3 separate regions of the Mus musculus genome follow, and regions 2 and 3 are each linked to region 1. The links are chromatin contacts, called in public ChIA-PET and promoter capture Hi-C maps. All regions are on one chromosome and are shown on one strand. Each heading gives the region's core, a stretch centred on a gene start, on an enhancer-like site or on the middle of the called end of the contact. The rest is flanking DNA. Distances are from core to core; before and after follow the strand shown.

The links. ChIA-PET counts read pairs in DNA pulled down with a chosen protein or histone mark. Capture Hi-C pulls out chosen DNA fragments and counts their contacts.
Region 2: a contact with region 1 is called in an RNA polymerase II ChIA-PET map of effector CD8 T cells, with 12 read pairs. The contact joins the enhancer-like site here to the promoter of Arl6 in region 1. A contact is called at or near these places in 9 of 39 promoter capture datasets (the C10 cell line, the HPC-7 cell line, HPC-7-derived erythroid cells and 6 more), 3 of 484 Hi-C or Micro-C datasets (CD4 T cells, the G1E-ER4 cell line and rod photoreceptor), 11 of 115 datasets of contacts at active chromatin or transcription factors (CD8 T cells, craniofacial prominence, effector CD8 T cells and 5 more) and 4 of 9 other capture datasets (adipose tissue, embryonic stem cells, liver and 1 more).
Region 3: a contact with region 1 is called in a promoter capture Hi-C map of liver. The contact joins the promoter of Gabrr3 here to the promoter of Arl6 in region 1. A contact is called at or near these places in 13 of 39 promoter capture datasets (the 3T3-L1 cell line, 3T3-L1-derived adipocytes, the C10 cell line and 7 more), 8 of 484 Hi-C or Micro-C datasets (the MC38 cell line, bone marrow-derived DN3 thymocytes, bone marrow-derived macrophages and 5 more), 5 of 115 datasets of contacts at active chromatin or transcription factors (CD8 T cells, bone marrow-derived macrophages, fibro-adipogenic progenitors and 2 more) and 5 of 9 other capture datasets (adipose tissue, embryonic stem cells, liver and 2 more).

Annotation. Positions count from the first base shown.
Region 1 is chr16:59,637,946-59,640,828 of GRCm38.p6, forward strand. Arl6 (ADP-ribosylation factor-like 6) reads right to left here and starts at 1,394. Exons shown (of 8, transcript NM_019665.3): 1 at 985-1,394. All of the region lies in intron 1 of 4930547E14Rik (RIKEN cDNA 4930547E14 gene), which reads left to right.
Region 2 is chr16:59,450,557-59,453,256 of GRCm38.p6, forward strand. The region is part of intron 8 of Gabrr3 (gamma-aminobutyric acid (GABA) receptor, rho 3); the gene reads left to right. Among named protein-coding and RNA genes, the nearest start is that of 1700022E09Rik, 17 kb to the right of the region's middle. Within about 2 kb of position 1,430, at least 16 of the 459 cell types and tissues checked have an H3K27ac peak or open chromatin away from gene starts, as enhancers often do. A contact at or near this core is called in CD8 T cells, the G1E-ER4 cell line, effector CD8 T cells and 1 more, where this site is marked.
Region 3 is chr16:59,406,095-59,408,950 of GRCm38.p6, forward strand. It overlaps Gabrr3 (gamma-aminobutyric acid (GABA) receptor, rho 3), which reads left to right and starts at 1,288. Exons shown (of 9, transcript NM_001081190.1): 1 at 1,288-1,403. The coding sequence starts at 1,288. It overlaps Gm33611 (a long non-coding RNA gene), which reads left to right. Exons shown (of 3, transcript XR_384916.2): 3 at 1-67.

The DNA.
Region 1 (2,883 bases), core at 144-2,643:
GGTACTACACAACATGAACAATTATTACATAGAGAGGTGGGGGGAGAGGAGAGAGAACATGGTATAAAGTTGATACTGACGTAAACTATGCCTTAAAGGATAAAAAAAAAGAAAAAAGAAAAGAAAACCCAGCATATTCGCTAGATTAGGAACAAAATATACCTTCAGCTTAAAAAGTCTTACTGTATGTATTGTATAACGCTGGCAAAATTGATAGCTAAAGTAAACTTGGCTAAAATGAAACAACTCCTGTTCTTGAATCAAGAACACTTAGGTGTCTGAGCTGCTTTCTGAGAAGAATCAGCTTTCCAAAGGATTAGGTGGTTACCAGAAAAGCACTGAAGATTTAACATGTTATCCACATGTTAAGACCTTAGCGTTAAGCTGCAGAGAAAGATGAGATGAGACAGAGAAAAACGCCAGAAATGCTACTTTAAACATGATAGTAGTGTGGGCTGTTGAACATTCTTACTACCCCAATAAAACAATCTTATTAAGTTAGAAAATTTGATGATGAAATTTCAACCAAATTATTCATACATCATATAAAAAGGTCCGTCTTGGGCAGCGTTAAAGTCAACCAAACAAGCAAACAGCATTGGCCCAAAGCAGTTCAATACATTTTCGAAGCTCCTTGGTATACATCACATAAACTCAATTTTTTCCCCATCTCTCACAGATGAGAGATGATCTAACTCACTTAGATTCAAAAATACGGGTAATAGTTTAGAGTAATTCTAAATCGGACAGGGAGCGGGTATTCTCTGTCTACCAGGGTGGAAATGGCTGCGAACAGGTAGCGGGAACTTTTTGAACTAGTGGATCCTGCCGCCGGTTCCACAGCGCTACAGACACCGTGGAAAGGTCGTGTTCATGTTATCAAGGGTGAAGCTGATGGCGTGAAAAATCATACCCAACAGAGCTGAAAGAGAACACACAGATGATGGTGAAGAGAGAGAAAAAGCGGGGTGCGGATGGAGGTACCTGATCTTTGACGCCAATCCAAAGGCCAAGGGGCTGACAAGGACAGGAAAGGACGCACTCTTGTACCCGTTTCCGCGGTGGGATCTTCCCCGGAGCCTCAGCCTTCCTCTCTATGCCTCCGTAGGAAGGTTCCCTTGTCCCAAGCACAGCCCCTTCTACAAGTTGGGAGAAACAGCCGGTTCACCCAGGATGCGAGCATCAGTGGCTGAGCAGGCGCCCCGGCGCGCGGCGTTCCCTTGGCAACGGGAGCTTCTTCCGGTCCCAAAGCCACGCCCACCCGGGCGTCGTAGGTGTCCGCCCACAGGTTCTCCTTTCTGCGGCTGGAGAGCTCTGGGTAAAAAAATTAATGGCCTGATTCCCGCAGAGGAACTCTGTTAGCGAGAGTGTGAGCACGGAAGACACGGGGAGCCGCCACTGCATTGGGAGCCGAGTGGTAGCTCCCGTGCTGCTGGGACGCAAGGGAGCTGGAGGCGCGCGCACAGCCTGCCGGGAGGCGTGCGGGGCGGCCTTAGCTGCGCGCGCATCGCTGGTTGCTGGCCTCCGGGGTTCTGGTTAGCGCTTTTGGCCGGACTGCCATATCTGTGGGTGGCAATGTTTTGGCTTGACCGCCCTCGTCGTGGGCGGCGTGAGGCAGGGAAAGGATCTACTTAGATATGCTACTCCCATTACACAGAGCCTTTCCTAGGCTCAGCTAGGCCTGAGAGCGAGCGAGCGAGCTCTGCAGAATACAGTTGTAAGTACAGGCAGGAGAGGGAAACTGGTCAAAACCAGTCAGTATTTAAAAACAGAAACATTATTTGGCAAAGGAAGTGTGACCCTGTCCCTAGTTCTTAGCTGTCTGTTGTCCCGGATATTAACTAACACCAGACATGAGTTTGTGGATCAGAGAGTTTGATAGTTACCGTTCTTAAAATCACTTGGAGTTTATAGCAATAGAAATAATTTGTGCTAATTGAAAGTTTTTTAGATAGACACTTTCCCGCCCATTTGCATTGTTCCCAACAGACAGGCTACAGATGCAACAATTAAAGATCTACATTTTATTTTATTTATTTTTACTTTTTTTTTTTTTTTTTGACTTCAAACTAGCCATTTCCCCCATCCTACTCCTCAATGAATGACTGCATGACAAACTTGTATTTGAAAAGTTTCATCTCTTCATATCACTTGTTAGCATAAATGTGGGATGTTACTTTACTGGTTTTACCAGTTAGTATGTTCAACTACCATACTTGTTTTTCTGCCCGTTAAGGAAGCTGGCCGATTATTTGGACTTGGAGTAGGGTGAAGAAACTGAAAGGAATTCCATCAAAGAGATAGTGGTTAAGACACTGGTATATGCACTGCGGTAGAGTGCTTTTCTGGTGCCTTTCCAAATTCCTTAGTACTCCTAATGTGGAGTAAGGTCTAGTTCTGGTCTCCTGACTCTTGTAAGGCAAAAACCAGACTGAGTGAACAAAACTTCTATAGTTTGTACATCCAAAGGTAGTAACATAAATGCCCTTGTTAAAACAGAAAATGGAAATATACTATACTCTGTGGTCTAGTAAAATTACCCTTTGTGTATATTTCATCTTTGTCTTCAAAAATGTATCTAATCTAGTGGTTTTGAGGACAAAGGAAAGAAAAAAGTATGCATGTCTGACCAATAGATAGCACGTGTTCAATAGATAAGCTTCCTTCGTTGTGAATTTTTTATTACTCAAAGAAAATCAGCTCAGTTCCTGATGTGGTTGTCCTTTAACTTCTGGCCCCAAATGCAGGGGTTCCTAATTTACCAGGAACTATTAAACCGCTTCTCTTTGGCTCACTTTGACAAAACTTGGATGCTTATTTGCTTATATAATATTTTCTCTCTAGACATAGAATAGAGCTTATGTCTCTGATTTTCCCCCTTTA
Region 2 (2,700 bases), core at 180-2,679, 190 kb before region 1:
TGCAAGGACCAGACACTGAAGTAAATGGGGATCACTTGTCTATTTCTTAGACTCTGAAATATACCTTCCTGCTCTTGCCTTCCACACGATGTTTATACCACATGGATCTTTTGTTTTATTTATTATTTTAATTTTATTTTTACTTTTTATTTAATCTTTTTTTACAGTCCAGTTTTAACCCCCCTCCCAGTCCACCTCTAACTGTTCCACATCCCATACCTCCTCCTCCCATCTCCACAAGGATGTCCCCCCATCCCTCCAACCCCACCCCACCAGACAACCCCACTCACTGGGGCCCTAAGTCTCCTGAGGGTTAGGTGTATCTTCTATGAGTCCAAACCCGGCAGTCCTCTGCTGTATATGTGTTGGGGGCCTCATATCAGCTGGTGTATGCTGCCTGGTTGGTGGCCCAGTGTCTGAGAGATCTCAGGGACCCAGGTTAGTTGAGGCTGTTGGTCCTCCTACAGGGTTGCCCTCCTCCTCAGCTTCTTCCAGCCTTTCCCTGAATCTCTTACTGTTACTTCAATTTGTTCTTTGACAATTTTCTTCATGGATATTATACATACCGAATACTTTCACCCCAGACCCTCTCCTATCTTCTTAGTCCCACCCTACCCCCCTCATATCTCTCCTCTCTCCCTCTCCTCTACAAATCTTTTCTTGACACCCATATCTGTTCATTTTGTTTTCTCCCATTTAGTTTAGCAAGGGTTGTATATATGAAGCTATCTGTTGGAGCTTCATGGGCTCAGCAATGGATATACAACTAAAGACAAGGAGTTTCCCTCTTCCAGAATCTACTAATAATCAGTAGTTCAGTTGTAATGGGTACATTCCCCATGAGTTCGTCCTTCAACCATGACTAGTTTTGAACAGGACCAGTTTGCTGTGAGCCCAGTGACAGTACCCACAGTAGGTCAGCGTTCATGATTGCATTTGTTCTATAGAATCCAGAGGATGGCATTTCTCAGCCATTCACCACACCTCCCAGCTCTTCTCTCATTTCTATCCCCTCTTCTACAGTTTTCCCTGAGTGCTTTAGGAGATAATGTAAATGTCTTGTCCAGGGCTGAGCCTTCAATCATCACTTACTCTTAGCACCTTGAGTATTCAGACATCTGTATTCACTGCAAGAAGAGAATTGTCTGATTGAGCTAAGAGTAGCGTTTGCCTGTGTGTATAAACACGGGTATTCAGAAGGCAGTTTGATGCTGTGTTAATTTAGTTAAACAGTAGTAGTACATTCCCTCTCTTGAACCCATCACTTCTCTAGGAATGCGCTGTTAACATACTACAATATCATACATGGATTTCCTCCCATGGAATGAGCATTAAAACCAACGTAAGGTGGTTTGTTAACTCCAATAGTCACCCTATTGTACGGGTGGTTATATCTTTCCTATCAGACTGGCTTTGTGGTTCACAGGTTTCACGGTTGGGTAAGAGAGTAGAACCATTTCTCCCCCTCTAGCCTGCATAGCACATTTCAGTACTTTGAATGCTAAACAACAGCCAGGAAGTTTTCAGCTCAGTGTCAGCTTATTTTCTTTATATCTGTTGTGGTGTGCTCAGTAATAGGATCTTACACTCTAGTTGGGGTAAGGAACCAAGAGGGCTGCCAAGAACTTGTGTAGTTTGAGTGCCCTCGGGGATCTCCATGAACAACTCCTATAAATGTATCCCAAGTGGGAATGTGTTTAGTCAACCCACTGTGTCTACGAGAATTGCCTGTCTGTGCATGATAACTTGTTCTTCTGTCGTCTCTGTTTTTCATTTGGGTTACAAGTAGTAAGCTTTCATATGGCTTTTTTTTTTAAACACATCCTTTATTAGGCTAATTTTCTCTGCCCTCCCGTCTTACCATGACATCCACTACATGACTCCCACCTTAAACCTGCTTTCATGCCCAGTGTTTCCCCCTCTGCCTTTTGCTTTTGCTATCCCTTTCATTTAGAGCAAGCCAGCCTAACACATCCCTTTCCTTCTCCTGGCTTCCCAAGGCACTCCAACATAAACAAACAGAACTAAAGAGGTAAAACTAAGATCTGCACCCGGAAGAGAAAGGGAAGCACTTGTACTTTTGGGTCTGGATTATGTTGCCTGGCCCAGTTCCATCCATTGAACTGAAAAGGTATATAGGCAGGTATCTCTACAGTTTGCTAGAACATCCTTTGGAGTTATACCTAGAAGTAGTACAGCTGGTTCCTATGGTAATTGTAATTCTAGTCCCCCCAAACACACACACACTTTTTTTTTAACTTCTTGAGAAACCTCCAGATAGATTTCCACAGCAGCTTCAACCACTTATACTTCCACCAACAGTGTAAAATAATTAATTCCTTTTTCTTCACAACATTTGTATTTACAGTGATAGCCATTGTAACTAAGATGAAACAGAATTGTAAAATAATCTAAATCTATATTTTTTTGGGATAGTTAGGATGCTGGACACTTCTTGAAGTGACTCCTTGACATTTATATTTCTTCTTTTGTAGAACTCTCTTTACTATTATAGCCATTTTTAATTAGATTATTTGATTAACTAGTGTTTAAATTAATTAATTTGTTGTGGTTTGAATAGGTTTGCTCCCCCAACCCCCACACCATAGACTAATGTGTATGAATTCTTGGCCCATGAGTAATGGCATTACTAGAAGGTGTGACCTTGTTGGAGGGCTTGTGTCACTATTCAGGTAGACT
Region 3 (2,856 bases), core at 38-2,537, 230 kb before region 1:
TGTCTGCCTTCTTGACATAAGCTGGGATCATCTGGGAGAAAGGAACCACAATTGAGAAAATACCTCCATGGGCTGGAGAGATGGCTCAGCGGTTAAGAGCACTGACTGCTCTTCTGAAGGTCCTGAGTTCAAATCCCAGGACTGGGAGAAAGGAACCCCAATTGAGAAAATACCAACATGAGATTGGCCTGTAGGCAAGCCTCTGTGGCATTTTCTTGGTTAATGATTGGTTGAAGTGAGAGAGCCCAGCCCATTGTGAGTGGTGTTGCCCTGGGCCAGTGGTACTAGCATTATAAGAAAACAAACTGAGCAAGCCTTGAGGAGCAAGCCGGTGGTACGCAGTGGTCTTCCATCATCTCGGCTCCAGTCCTGCCTCCAGGGTCTTGCTTGAGTTCCTGGCCTGACTTGCCTTAATGATGGACTAGAGAGTGAGAGCTGTAAGATGAAGTAAGTCCTCTCCTCTCCAAATTGCTTTTGGCCACAACATTTCATCACAGTAATGGAAGTCCTAACTAAGACATACAGGGAATATTAGCAGCCAGAATTTCTACTGTCTGTATGCAGGCAGCATGCATTAGGAGCATGGATGGCCCTAACTTAACACTGACAGGTTAATGTCTGGTGCATCATCCAGTACAGTAACATTTCATTTAGAGGTTGCTTACTTTATTTAACCTTAAATTGAATTACTTTCGTTATGAATAAACCATCATCATAAAATGTTGATGTTTACTTGAAAATGATAGTAATGTGAATTTCTATTGTGCAGAGAGGCCTGTGTGTTGGAGGAGAGGAGATGATTCCTTTCGGGATTAAATGAAGCTGTGAGATAAAGGGAAAGGTCTTGCAGTGTGTAATTAAGATTAAATTAATCATCTTCCTCTCATTAAGCATATTATTTTACAGAGTCATTACATATATTCAAATTATATTGCACCGGATTAAGAGGATTAGAGCCTAACCTAGCTTCTTTGTCTGCTGAGGGCAGCAGCTGAGAGTTTATTGAGTGGGGAATCAAGCATGCGACCAAGAACTGTCCCTGGGAAGAGGGCAAACGGAAGGTGTTGCCTTGTTTTCTTTACATTGCCAATGAGGCAGACAGACACAGCCTGTGAGTGATGCCAATCTACTTATCTATGAAACAACAAGCAGCATTGAGGGCAACGTCTGCTTGTCTCTTCTTATTCATTTTCGTGACCTGATATCTATTTTTTGAAAGACACATGGTCAGGACATTTCACTAGCTGTGTTGGTGGCACATCCCTGCCTTCCTTCCTCCTGGAAGACATGGTCCTGGCTGTTTGGTTGGTCTCCTTCACCTACACCTGGATCACACTGATGCTGGATGCCTCTGCCATCAAGAAACCCCATCAGCAATGTCTCTCTTCACCGAAACAAACCCGGTAAGATATGGAAAGAGAGTCATCAGTGATTTCCCAGTTTCTCTCCATAGCTGCCTCGGACCCTCTGCTAATCTAAAAACATCTCTTTAGGGGAAACCCATCTTTGTCGAAGTACCTGTGTCTGAAATAGCACTGACCCATCAGAAGAAATGGTCAACATCTGCAAGTATGGGATCTCCCATGTCCGGCATTATTTCTCTAGTTGTATTTATTTAGGTAGCATACAGTTAAATGTTTTGCATCGACACCATCTTTCAGGGAGCCTATTGCTCCAATGAGAAATGCACTCATTGCTAGGAATGTTGCTTATTTACAATTTCTTTACATGTTTGAATTAGTAGTCTAAGAAATGACTTTTCTTGTCAGTTTTGTGGAGGGAAACTTGGTTTTAGATTTTGAAGAGAGAGTGTAAGAAAGCATTCAGACCATTTGTTACCTGTTGAAAATAGTGCTCAGAAATGTAAATACCTTTCCAAAGATCAACATATCATTATTGTTTTTTGTTTTTTTTTTCCCATCAGTATCATGAGATGCCAGGCTATTTACAGGGAACCATTGGCTATCAATAGATTCTAGGAAAGAAGGAATCACTGATTTAGTTCAGTACCTTCTGATGTGTTTATAAAAAGATAAAGGTGTATAAGATATGTTCTATGGGAGCTGTGGTAAGGCATGGGGTAAGGGGGTGCCTCGGTGGGCCCATGCCAAGGCATCCCTTCCCCCTGAGGGACCAGCCACACCACGGTATAGTATAGAATAGAGTTTATTTAGGGCATGGAGAGGGGAGTTAAGAGAGTAGTAGAGGCAGAGAAAGGCAGAGAGAATGAGAGAGAGAGAGAGAGAGAGAGAGAGAGGCTGGCCTTGACCACGGGGAGAGAGGGGGAAGGGAATGGGGAGAGTGGGGGAGCAAGAGGGAATAAGAGTCAAGAGAGAGAGGAGCGGGCAAGCAGCCCCTTTTATAGTGGGTCAGGCCTACCTGGCTATTGCCAGGTAACTGTGGGGAGGAGCATACCTGGCTATTGCCAAGTAATTGTGGGGTGGAGTTTAGATAGAATGCCAACACCTTCTTAGCTGCCAACAGAGAGCTCCAAACACGAGGTCACAGAGACAGCCTGGTTCATCTCAGTGGGTTGCAAAACAAAACTAACCAGAGAGAAATGTGTTTGCACGGTGGGGCGTGAGTAGTGGGGGAGAGGGGTGGAAGATAAAAGTAGTTAGTGTGCAAGATGTGTGTGTATGGCATTGTAAATAACAGCAGAGAAGCTAGAGAAAGCACCCAAGGAGCTGAAGGGGTCTGCAACCCTATAGGTGGAACAACAATATGAACTAACCAGTACCCCCAGAGCTCGTGTCTCTAGCTGCATATGTAGCAGAAGATGGCCTAGTCGGCCATCACTGGGAAGAAAGTATTGAAAACTTTATATGCCCCAGTAAAGGGGAATGCCAGGGCCAA